2 separate regions of the Zea mays genome follow, and region 2 is linked to region 1. Evidence: chromatin contacts called from public Hi-C data. All regions are on one chromosome and are shown on one strand. Each heading gives the region's core, a stretch centred on a gene start, on an enhancer-like site or on the middle of the called end of the contact. The rest is flanking DNA. Distances are from core to core; before and after follow the strand shown.

The links. Hi-C and Micro-C count contacts between places; a contact is called where the count stands out from the background.
Region 2: a Hi-C map of leaf shows a contact between it and region 1, with 5 times the contacts expected there. The contact joins the promoter of LOC100191431 here to the promoter of LOC100281978 in region 1. A contact is called at or near these places in 2 of 25 Hi-C or Micro-C datasets (ear and leaf).

What each region holds. Positions count from the first base shown.
Region 1 is chr10:78,184,118-78,190,259 of Zm-B73-REFERENCE-NAM-5.0, forward strand. LOC100281978 (transmembrane 9 superfamily protein member 1) reads right to left here and starts at 3,836. Exons shown (of 8, transcript NM_001154895.1): 1 at 3,506-3,836; 2 at 3,227-3,387. The coding sequence starts at 3,375.
Region 2 is chr10:78,416,665-78,422,439 of Zm-B73-REFERENCE-NAM-5.0, forward strand. LOC100191431 reads left to right here and starts at 1,606. Exons shown (of 6, transcript NM_001136864.1): 1 at 1,606-1,845; 2 at 2,016-2,722; 3 at 3,932-3,968; 4 at 5,288-5,524; 5 at 5,617-5,664. The coding sequence starts at 2,415.

The DNA of each region.
Region 1 (6,142 bases), core at 2,586-5,085:
CATGCCACCATTTCTGCAGATATGACATGTCAGCATGAAGCAATTCCACAGCCCGTGGCCTGGGGAGAACCTAATTGTGGAGCGGGCAGGTTGATCCACATTGCCAGGTGCTTGGCAGTGGTCAATCACTTCCGTTGCAGTCAGCAGGTGGGGCCAAAACAGTTGCGCAGATGAAATAATTGCACATGTGATTGACTCTGGTGCAAGTGGGAGACTGTTGAATATATGTCCAAGAGGCAATCATGATTCATGAGAAAGCTAATGGGCTTTTAGGGTAAAAAACCATTGGCAAGACTCTATATATACAAAGGGTCTGTCGTGCTAGAAAGGATCATCTGAACCGTGGCCGCCTCCTCTCTCCCTAAGGTTGCAAGGTGCGGGCGCCCAAGACGCTGCCACCAAAAACCATTGGCAAGAGTCTATATATACGAAGGGTCTGGCGTGCTAAAAAGGATCATTGGAGCTGTCACCGCCTCCTCTATCCCTAGGGTTGCGGGCGCCCAAGACGCTGCCGTCTTTTCTCTCACTACGCACCTGGTGGATCACACCGGCGTCACGGTGTTTTATTCCCGCATGTGTGGATACCGTGGAGACGATGCTGCTGTTGTAGCGGTGTTGATCAACAATGATCTTGAGGAGCATGGGTGAACGTGTTGTTACTACTGGTACGCGAGGGCATAAAACTATTTCCACTACATCAATGTGCTCTTCTTCCGCTGCACTGCGCGTCTAATGGTAATGATCCATGATCCTCTATTCGCATGATATCTTGGTTGAACGTGGTAGATATGCTAGTGTGTAGCGTACACATTTCATATAAGACCATGAGCAGTGCTACTAGCCAGTATTTGTTTATGTGATTTAGCTGTTATTTTCTGTTCACTTGCAGACTCTATTCACTTTGTTAGACCATAAGCAATACTACTAGTTTAGCTGCTCTTTCTTTTATGATCTTTTCTGTTCGTAGAGAGGCTTCTTTCTTTTATGTTCTTTTCCGTTTGTAGAGAGGCCCTGTAATGTATGAATTGACACTTTGTGATGTTTTTTGCAGGACATATACATGGATGGTGATATTTGAATATTTCACAACATTGATTACAGATGGCATTGATGATGTTAATTTGAGTGCTCAGATTAACCAGTCTGAGAAGCAAATACCAGCACAAAGAAGAAAGGATTAAACTTGAGAAGTCTGAATTTGAGTTCAAGAGGATGCTGGGCGAAGAGACATTAGTAATTTAGTACCATGTCCATCACTCAGCAGGAATAATAAAAAATACATATGCACTGATTTGATTATACAATTGCTTCACATTGTTCTTTTATGGAATAACATTTGTGCTTATGATATACCCTTGCACACGCGAAAGGGCCTCTAGCCTAGTGGTTAAGGACTTCCAAGTAGCACCTCCAAGTCCTGGGTTCGATTCCCCTCGGGAGCGAATTTTCAGGCTTGGTTAAAAAAATCCCCTCGCTGTGCCCCATCCGCTCTCGGGTTACGATGTCCTGTGCGCCACCCTCCGGTTGGACCGTTGCAGAGTGGACAGTTGACGTCGGCCCGTTAGTGATGGGGGGCCAGGGTTCGGGGATTTTCTCGGCCGGGACCATTGTTTCGGTCTCTTCTTAATATAATACCGGGAGGACGGTCTTTCCCTCCCCGGCCGAGTTTTTTTTTTTGATATACCCTTGCACACAACTAGTGCTTTTAAATTGTGATCTGTGCTTATGTGTACAATGTGTACAGAAAAGAATCTGTGCTTATGTGTCAGCAGAGAATGTGTACTTGTGATCTGTGCTTCTGTGTCAAATATGTTCTTATACAAACTTGTGAATCAGTGATTTTCTATTCAGCTGACCTGATTGTTGAAGGTTCCACAAACATGTCATCTTTGTGTGCCATGCTGATCCTGATTGTTGAAGTATGTTGCGAAAGGGCCTCTAGTGTAATGGTTAAGGTTTCCGAGTAGCACCTCCAGGTCCCGGGTTTGATCCCCCTCGGGGGCGATTTTTGGGCTTGGTTAAAAATAACCCCTCATTGTGCCCCGCCCGCTCCCGGGTTACGTCCTGCGCGTCACCCTCTGGCTGGGTCGTTGCAAAATGGGCAGTGACGACCCACTAATGATGGGGGACCAAGGTTCGGAGATTTTCTCGGCTGGGAACATGTTTCAGTCTCTTCTTAATATAATACCAGGAGGACGGTCTTTCTCTCACCGGCCGAGTTTTTATTGTTGAAGTATGTAGTTTGTACTCATCTCATTTGTTTCAGATGGATTGTGGAAGTACCAAGTCTATACTCAACTCATTTGTTCAGTTATGCAAGATTGAGGGAATATTCTTTGTGCCATGGCTCATGGCATGACATTCAGCATGGTAGAAGAATGGAGTTATCAAGATTATTATCAAACATCCAAGCTAAATAAGTAGCTCTGAAAACACTTAGGGTGTGTTTGGTTTGACTTTTGGCTTTGGCTTTTGCCCCCTAAAAGCCAAAAGTCAAACCAAGGGCCGAATCTAGAAAGCAGCTTTTTCTAAAAGCCGACTTTCTTGTAGTGCAAAACTGAAAGCACCTCTGGACCTGCTTTTAGCAGCTTTTAGGTGGAACTGTAAAAATATATATGGAAGAATTTTTAGCGACTTTTAGTAGTTTCCACCAAACGGTTTTTAGTTTTTTAGCAGTTCACAGTCCACAACAGCTTTTTTCACAACTCACAACCCACAGCAGCTTTTTTCACAGCCACAGCCCAACCAAACAGACCCTTAGTAATGTGTCCCTGTTTCTATAATTGAAGAATATCACTATACCAGTCTCCTAACGCCGATTCATAACTATTGTTAAGCCCTATAATTGAGTAAAACATGACCTATGAAACACACGGTAATGTTTAAGCTGATGCATTGAAAAGCCGAGCAATTGGGGGAAAATCTCTGTTATAACTGTCATTTCTTATCCATAATAGACCACTGGGCAAGATTCCTCTTGGTCAGATTTCTGTCGCATGATTACTCATAGTTCCTATGCATACAGTCACTTGCCAATTGAGTAGGTGATTTTGGATTAGCTATTAGGATTTTTGGTCGTTTTACTCTCTTTCAAACAGTAGAGTTTTATCAGTAATCCGATTGTGACACAACCTTAACCACCAAGGTAGACAGCAAGCTTATTAAAACTCGCATTGTAAGGAGAACGGTGTATCGAAAGTTTGCGGGTTGCAAGAGTGTGCTGTACCTTGGATTGTGGAAAGGCCCGACCTTGTTGGCGTAGAGAGGAACATGATCCCCTTCCTTGTACTTATGATCAGAGCCATCAGCTCTGGCTCCCAGTGCACAAGCCAAAACTACCACAGCAAGAACAGCACCCGCCCCCGTACTCGCCATCTCCGCAAGCACCTGTTCAAGAGCACCGACAAGTTAGAGAGATCCCGCACCAGAGAACAGCCTGCACATGTAACGCGCAAAGGCGAGATCCTTGCGCAGACTCGAGCCCACCAGCCCCTAAGATCCTTACCAAGATCCAAACTTTCCACCCGGATAAAGCTCAGGCGTCAAAATGACGAGACACTGTCGGGAGATTTCAGCGGGAAAGCGTCCAAACGGCGCCGCTCCCGCACCGCTGCGGGGGCGGCTGATTTGGTGCGAACCCGTCGATGGGGCGGCGGAATTGGGTGAGAACCGTCGACTGGGGAGGGGCGCTTGGGGATGCAACTGCCGGGGATCTGCTGGGCAAAGAAGCTCGGGCAGATTTTGGGAGGAAGAACCGGACACGGGAGGAGATGTATTGAAAGTTCAATAGTTTTTATGGTTTGTCTGGTCAAGCAGCTTGGGAATGGAGAAATCTCTTGGATCTATGGAAGGAGCCGGCCGTGTTTCTCCTTTTGACTTCAGGCAACTCGCGATTTCTAAATTCCGCGGCTTGGCTGCATTCAGCACGATTTTTTAAAAATAATGTTGTTAATGGTTAATTGCTGCTTTGGGTGTTATTTAAGAAAAAAGTTATAACCTTGTGGCTTGTTTGAAAGCACCACAATTTCTGAGGTTTGTAAGTTTGTTTGGTTAGAGAGCAATAACAGCGGAACGGTTTCATTGCAGATTTCGAGAGCTAGATGATTCCATACTCTAAGAACAGCGGAACGGTTTGTTCGGTTATTTTTGTTTCATGTGGATTAGAGTGGATTGGGTAGGATTGAGATGTATTTTGACCTATTATGGATTTAAATCGACTCGATACCATCCAATACACATGGATACACATCAAAACGAACAAGCCCTAAAAGAGAAAGGGACAAGTGGAATGGTGAGATTCCAACGAATTTTTGGGGCAAGCTCGTCATAGAACTAATGTAAATATTCTCGATTTAGAGTCGCTTCTCTTCGACCATTCTGTTCGCTCTTCAACCAAACGTAAAATAAAGCGGCTCCATTCTGCCTCGTTTCCCAACTAAATGGACAAGAAACTCGTTTCTACCCTAGTTTTTAAAAATTGGTTTAATTAGAAAAAACTAGATGTGTGGACTAATTTTTAGCTTTTAAAATACACAAAGACAAGTTTACCGTTACTTTATTTTAAAAGTAGCTGATTCAATTACTCCCTTCATTTTGTCGGTGTCAATTTCAGATTTCAAATAATATCAGGGTATTTGCTTATGTGTTTTATTATAAAGACATTATCCTTTTAATAGGTATAGGGTCCTTAATTATTGTATGATTCACGTATTTATTTAAAAGAATATAATTTCTTATGTAAAATCTATATTAAGTGATAGTTTAACTTAATTCTTTTTTAGAGAATAGATCTTTAACCCAAAGGATAGTTCACATAATAATCTTTTAGATAATCTATTATTTGAAAACATATTTATTTAAATCATGAAATAAGTTTTTTTTCTAGTTTACCCATAATAGAATTTTAGAGCGTTACATGCGTCCTCGTCGGCGGGCACTGCCCAAACCGTCGTCGGTAAGGGAGACGAATTCGTGTTAATAGATCTAGAATGAACAATTAAGAGATTAAATCTTATGCGTACCGGTTCGGTTATTTTGAATCGGGCCACTAGTCTAAGATCGTATGACCTCGATCGCATCCCCCCAACTGCACCCAACCTTCAAAGGACCCCTAAACTTTTCTGGTTTCGCAAAGAAATCCACCACAGTTCAAGTTGTATCACATTCATTCTTGTTTTAATGGAGTAGACCCTGAGTTTCAAAGGAATAGAACCCGCCATTCGAGTTAAACATATTTAGATCGGATCCCCTCTGTTTTAACTTGTATTTACGTAGAATTCCTTGGTTTTTGCAAATAAGTCCATGAAAATAAATTTTTAAATATAAAATTGATCCTAAACTTGTTTTTGCCATAACTTTCTCGGTTTAACTCTGATTATAGTGGTTCTTGAGCCTACAGATTCGTATCAACACATAGATTTGTTTTATGCATATGTTTTCTCTGTTTGGTTTACTATTATTTTTATTTATGTTTAGCTTGTTTGTTAGCATGATGTGATTACTAGATCAAGTGTTCAAGGGATCTAAAGACCAAACCTGTGAAGAATCTAGGCAATAGGAGCTTCCTTTAGAAGACACGTTGTGTCCTTGGTCACGTATCTTTAGTCCTATTCAGTATTTACTTTTATGCTCTAACCAATGTTACACACGGTTAGGTTAAATTCATGGGACCTATTAAGGGCCTGTTTGTTTACGCCCAGATTATATAATCTGGATTAAATAATCCTAAGAGACAAACAAACAGTCTAGCTTATTTGCCCAGATTATATAATCTAACCCCTTGGATTATGATAATCCATAAGCAAGTGAGGAGGTGCTTATTTCAGATTATTTTTTCCCACTTCCCCACTACTCTTTCAAGTTTCCTAGAAATTACCCACCATTGCCATTATAATCTACCGAATCGTTTTTGCGCCTATCGGATCGGAGAAGCCCGCCGCCCAACAGAAACACGCCAGATAATCTGGGTAAACAAACAGGACTACTCAGATTATATAATCCAAATTATATAATCCAGATTATATAATCCTCCAAAAATAATCCAGATTATATAATTCATTGGGGTAAACAAACAGGCCCTAAGTGATGACCAGATTTGTTTTCCCTGACCTTGTTTGCACATGGTTTACTTATTATTGGGTAG
Region 2 (5,775 bases), core at 356-2,855, 230 kb after region 1:
AACCTTGACGAGGATTCCCTTGTATGAGATAATTTCATGTGATTCTAAACTGAATGGTTATACTCTCTCTTCTTTTGATTTGGCCACTTCTATTTTCTCTGTTTTGTTATAGCATCAAGCTGATTTGTGTCTAATTTATAGGAACGATGTTAGCGAAAGTCAATTTAATCTGGTGCTGAACATTGAGTTGCAACAAATCATCGATGGAGACTGAGTCACCGCAGCCAGAAACCACTGTCTCAAGGTGCTGAACATTGAGTTGCAACAAATCATCGATGGAAACCGAGTCACCGCAGCGCAGCCAGAAACCACTGTCTCAATTTAAGGAGATTTTCCATCTATGTTTGTTAGAAGGCATAATGCCTATTTATCTCTTGTATTCGAACATTTGGCAATTAAGAAATAGAAGATTAGTTCCCCAATATCCCATCTTCCTAATCTCACCTTTCACGGCTTCTGGGGAACAATCACTTGCTATTACTGACTGACATGTCCACTCCTCATATGTTAGATATTGGTGTTGATATATATATGTTGTTTGTTTTCATGTAATTGTTGTGCACTAACATTTATAGAATAATCTGTATACCGTCGCAACACAAGGGCACTCACGTAGTAGAAGAAGATGACGAGATTGGCAGATAGGGTCGTCTATCTCTAAGAGAAACTGACAGTATTTTTTTCTCTCTAAAAAGCCATAACTGTCTAACAAATATCTTTTAGCTTTTATAATATCTATAACTAGTCAGCACAACTATTTTTTAAAAGTTCCATCACAATTAAAAAGAGCCTTTAGTAATATAAATAAATCTGCTATCGTCATAGGAAACTGGCAACCATCAACTCAGAAACACACGCTAGCGGCTAGCACTTCTCGACGAAACACCACCAAAATTTGGCTGGAGAATTGAACGGCTACAACAACGTGTCATATAAAAATACTCTATAATTCAAAAATAAGTATATTTTATATGGTTTAGTGCATCGATAAAATTTTCTGCTTCAACAGTAAAGTCTTAATTCTAGATTATATAATAGTCCACTAGATTTTAGTATATCTGATGCATTTAATATAGTGCCCTATATGTTTTTGATAAAATTTTACAAAATAAGACACTGTTGGAGTAATTTTTCTAATGGAAAGTCATATATTTCAATTTAAGACATTAGTTTGAAGTATTGTTGGAGATGCTCCTAACAAACTGAACTTGAAAAAACAACAGTTATTACAACCTTTTCATCAGATTTGTTCTGTATAAACGTCCCGCAACAAATATCTACGAAACCAACACACGGTTCATCACAAAAAATTCCAAGAACGTGACATCACACACCCAACAAACACTTCATTCTGCAAAACTTTTGGCCTCATCCGGGCCGTCTGATAAGACGATCAGACGGTGCTCAGTTTCTGGATCGGCGGAGGCACACGCGGCACCGTAGCGGCGGCTGAACACCGCCACGCTGCAAAGCCTCTCCCGTTCCTTTTTTGCAAAGGCGTGGGGATCCCCTGCACTTTCCGCTGCCCTGTTCCATCTTCATCTCCCCTCCCCACATACCCCTGCTGCCGCACCCGCACGCACGCACACAACAGCAGCACAGCGTCTCTTCCTCCTCCCAAAACCTCTCTCCTCTCCCTTTCTCTGTCTCTGAGCGTGTGTCTGTCTGTCAGTGAGTAATAAATGGCAGCGAGCAGCGTGCGTGGCTGAAGGCTGCTGAGCAGAGCAGGGCGAGCGCTCGCTAGTCGGCTAGTGCTGTGCTGTGCTGTGCTGTGCAGCGGTTGCTCCTCCTGGTCCTGCTACTGCTCCGCTCTCCTCGTCGCTTGCTCGTCTTTTTTCCACACTGGTAACTGCTGCACTAAACCCTCCCAAACCCCTCCCCCTGTACGACTGGTACATCATAAATCCATTCCTTTTTTATGTTCCTCGATCGCCTTCTCCCTGTTGAGATTTCAGAGATGGCGCCGATCAGCTGCCCGGTGGAGTGAGCTGGTTTCTTTGTTTTTTTATTATTAGGGCGGATTTCTTTCTCGCAAGGAGCAGGAGGAGGAGGAGGGGGAAAGGTTTGTCCGTTTCTTGCGAGAGCCCGTTGCAGAGATCCAGCCAGGCAGCAGGATTCAAGAACCTGACCTTTTTGTGCTCTACTCCCCGAGAGATTTTCACCCAAAGTTTGGTCCTTGGAGCCGATTCGATCCCTGGAAACAACCAAGTGAAGGTGCCGCAAATCCGTTGTGACTGCACAAAATCCCAAAACGCCTCTGCCACCTATCTATTTGATCGTTGGGAACCTAGCTCCATCCATCTGAGCCAAGAAAGCAGCAGCCGCAGGGCGGAGGGGAGGGGAGAGGATAGGAGAGGGCGTCCTCTTCCGAGCAGCCCGCATTGCCGCCTGTCGATGAGTGAGCGCTGCCTCCGATGCCGTCGGGGTGCTCGGTGTCCAGTCTCGCGGCGCGGTTCGCCTTCTTCCCGCCGGAGCCGGCGACGTACGCCGTCCGGAAGGACGAGGCCACGGGCCGCCTCGTCGCCTCCGGCGTGCCGCGGGACAACGCCATGGACGTCCTGCTCGTCGACACCAGCAGGGGGAACAAGGTGGTGGCCTTCTACTTCCGGAACCCCTGCGCGCGCCTCACCCTGCTCTACTCGCACGGCAACGCTGCCGACCTCGGCCAGCTGTACGACCTCTTTGTGCAGCTCAAGGTCAATCTCAAGATCAACCTGATGGGGTTAGTAGTGCACTATGCTTCCTGCCCATCTCTGTGATCTTGCAATTCTTACCTTTCAGGGCTAGTTTAGCAACCTTATTTTTTCAATGGATTTCCATTTTACCATGGGAAAATGAGAATTCCTTGAAAATGGAGTTGCCAAACTAGCCCCAGTGTTTGTTGTACTAGGTGCATTTATTATGCTGTTCCTTAGTTTCTATCTATCAAATGCTATGTTCCATGATCTGTTTAGGTAAGTGTACTTCAGTAGTAATACCTGTCCTATATAGGATGCTCTGCCCGGACATGCCATTGTTTTCTATTTGCTGGATTTTAGCCGCGCGGGAGGGGGGGCGCTGGTCGGGGCTACTGGAGAAGATCACTTACCTTTAGTGACAATTTTTGTGCGAATTACTGACGCTGCATTGCATAGATCAGTTCCGTTTTGCATGTGTAGGGCGGTGAAAGCACTCCGTTACTAGAATTGGGGATATGGACGCGGTTATTCTAGTTTTTCCGCGGCGGTTTTCAGTGAGTGCAGAACTTTTAAAAGTTCCGAGAATGGATTATGACGTGTGCTTCAGTTCTGCCGTTTCTTGTTCCGAATGTAGAACGTGGTATCAAAGAAGATTCAGTTTATATGGCTGCGTATGCGTTACTGGTATGAATTGGGGGGGGGGGGGGGGCTGGTCGGGGCTACTGGAGAAGATACACTTACCTTTAGTGACAATTTTTGTGCGAATTACTGACGCTGCATTGCATAGATCAGTTCCGTTTTGCATGTGGAGGGCGGCGGAAGCACTCCGTTACTAGAATTGGGGATATGGATGTGGTTATTCTAGTTTTTCCGCGGCGGTTTTCAGTGAGTGCAGAACTTTTAAAAGTTCCGAGAATGGATTATGACGTGTGCTTCAGTTCTGCCGTTTCTTGTTCCAAATGTAGAACGTGGTATCAATAGAAGATTCAGTTTATATGGCTGCATATGCGTTACTGGTATGAATGGTCGTCAAGGAAAAACGTTAAATTTAACCTTTTCTGTTGTCGATATACTGCATGTCACTATATCAGTGGGCCAAAGTTGACTGTGTCTTCATTCTTTGAATAATTGCGTCATTTTTGTTTCACTAAGATGATGTGGTGTTTTCGGTTTCATCGGTCTGCTCTTAAGGTAAGTTATAATGTTATGTAGAACACGCTGACGTGATTGACTGTCTTCTTCTGTGATCGCAGATATGACTATTCTGGCTATGGTGCATCTACTGGCAAGGTAAGGAAGAACTCTTTTTTTCAAGTATGAACTATGTAGCACCATGGACATAATGTTTTTTTTTCTAGAACACGCAGGAGCTGCACATCTTTATATTAGAGAGAGAGAAACAGGACTTACATCCATAGCCAAAACAGAAAAAGAAACAAAAGAAAAGGAAAAACAAAAAGGTTACAGATGAGTAAAAGGATTAGATCCGATATTACTCATGGAACTAGGGAGACCAAGCTGACCCAAACTCCTGGCGCCCTCTAGGAGCCAACAGGAGAACTCATCACTGAAATGCTGCTGTACCCTCTGAATGGAAGGACGATGGACATAATGCTGATGAGTTGAAAATTAGAAGTGGTGGTGAATCGCTGATTGTCTGTTCCAAACACTTCTCTTAGATCTTATTGGCCTTTCAGAACTAACACATATACCTTTGCAAAAAGAAAAAAAAAACTGACACAGATAAATAGTTATCTAATCTGCCTAGCTACAGATCTTGCAATTTTGCATTTAGTCTCAAGATTCAACGTGCTATGCTCAAGAAATGTGGTTTTAGTTTTACGTTACAGGAACATAGTTTATATACCTACATGAGAAGATGCTTTTTGGCCCATGCCTGACTGGTGCATTACTGGCACAGCATGGCCAATGCATCTTCAAAGGTTGTTCAGAGATAGCAATGATCAGCATATTTTTAGATTCGAACCTTTTTCTTTTCAGCCATGCATGCCATTTTAAAAGTGTCATACTACAGTTTTAAGAATCAGCTTTTGCAAAACTACATGCATGAGCAGTTTATTCCATTCAGGTCCACCTGCAGGCTTCATGGATGTCCAAACTATCCATCTCACTGCTGTGGCATGATATGCAGGTTGTTTCAATGGAATGTGGACCCAACATGTCATTCCCAATTCAATGCAAAAAAGTTTTTTTAAGCAAAATTTCGTGATATTGTTTATATGTCATAAAGTTGAATCAAGGTTTTTATGTTCTGACCTAATCTTACGTCATTCCTGAAATTTCAGAACTAAATAAGCAAACTTTACTCGTTTTCTTTTGTTTTTCCTGTTTTGTATTTTAAAACTCCATGTAGTCAGTACAGTAATAATTCCTGACTTATGAAACTTTATTCATCTTAAATTTCAAATTATGTTTTGGATACTGGATTGGCTGATATATTGCTATATGCTCATTTGAGCTAAGTCAGATTCCGTGTTCAGTTCGTATTGCTGCCAGGTTCCTGGTATTTGCAGTTATCATACACTTGCATCCTTTCTAGAGGATTACATTTCGGAGGGCTGGACCTTATGTTTGTTATTTGTATGCAGCCAAGTGAAGAGAATACATATGCAGACATTGAAGCAGTGTACCAATGCTTAGAAACTGAGTATGGGATCAGCCAGGAAGACATTATCTTGTACGGACAATCTGTCGGCAGTGGACCAACATTACATTTAGCCTCTCGTTTGCCTAGATTGCGTGGGGTGGTTCTCCACAGCGCTATACTGTCAGGCCTCCGTGTGGTTTGCCATGTGAACTTTACTTTCTGCTTTGACATTTACAAAGTAAATAACTCAAACTGATTCTCTTTTGCAGTCTGCAGCTCTTATGCTTAGGGTTACCCTTTACTAATGTCTAGCCAAAATTATTTCTGCAGAATGTCAAGAAAATAAAAAAGGTCAAATGCCCAGTGCTCGTTATTCATGTAAGTGTTCTCTAATAGGATATCTTGCTTTTGTCTATTTATATTGCTTGTGTGATTGGACAAATAGCATTGAATTTCAACTAACATGCACTGGTTTCTTAGCTGTGAATT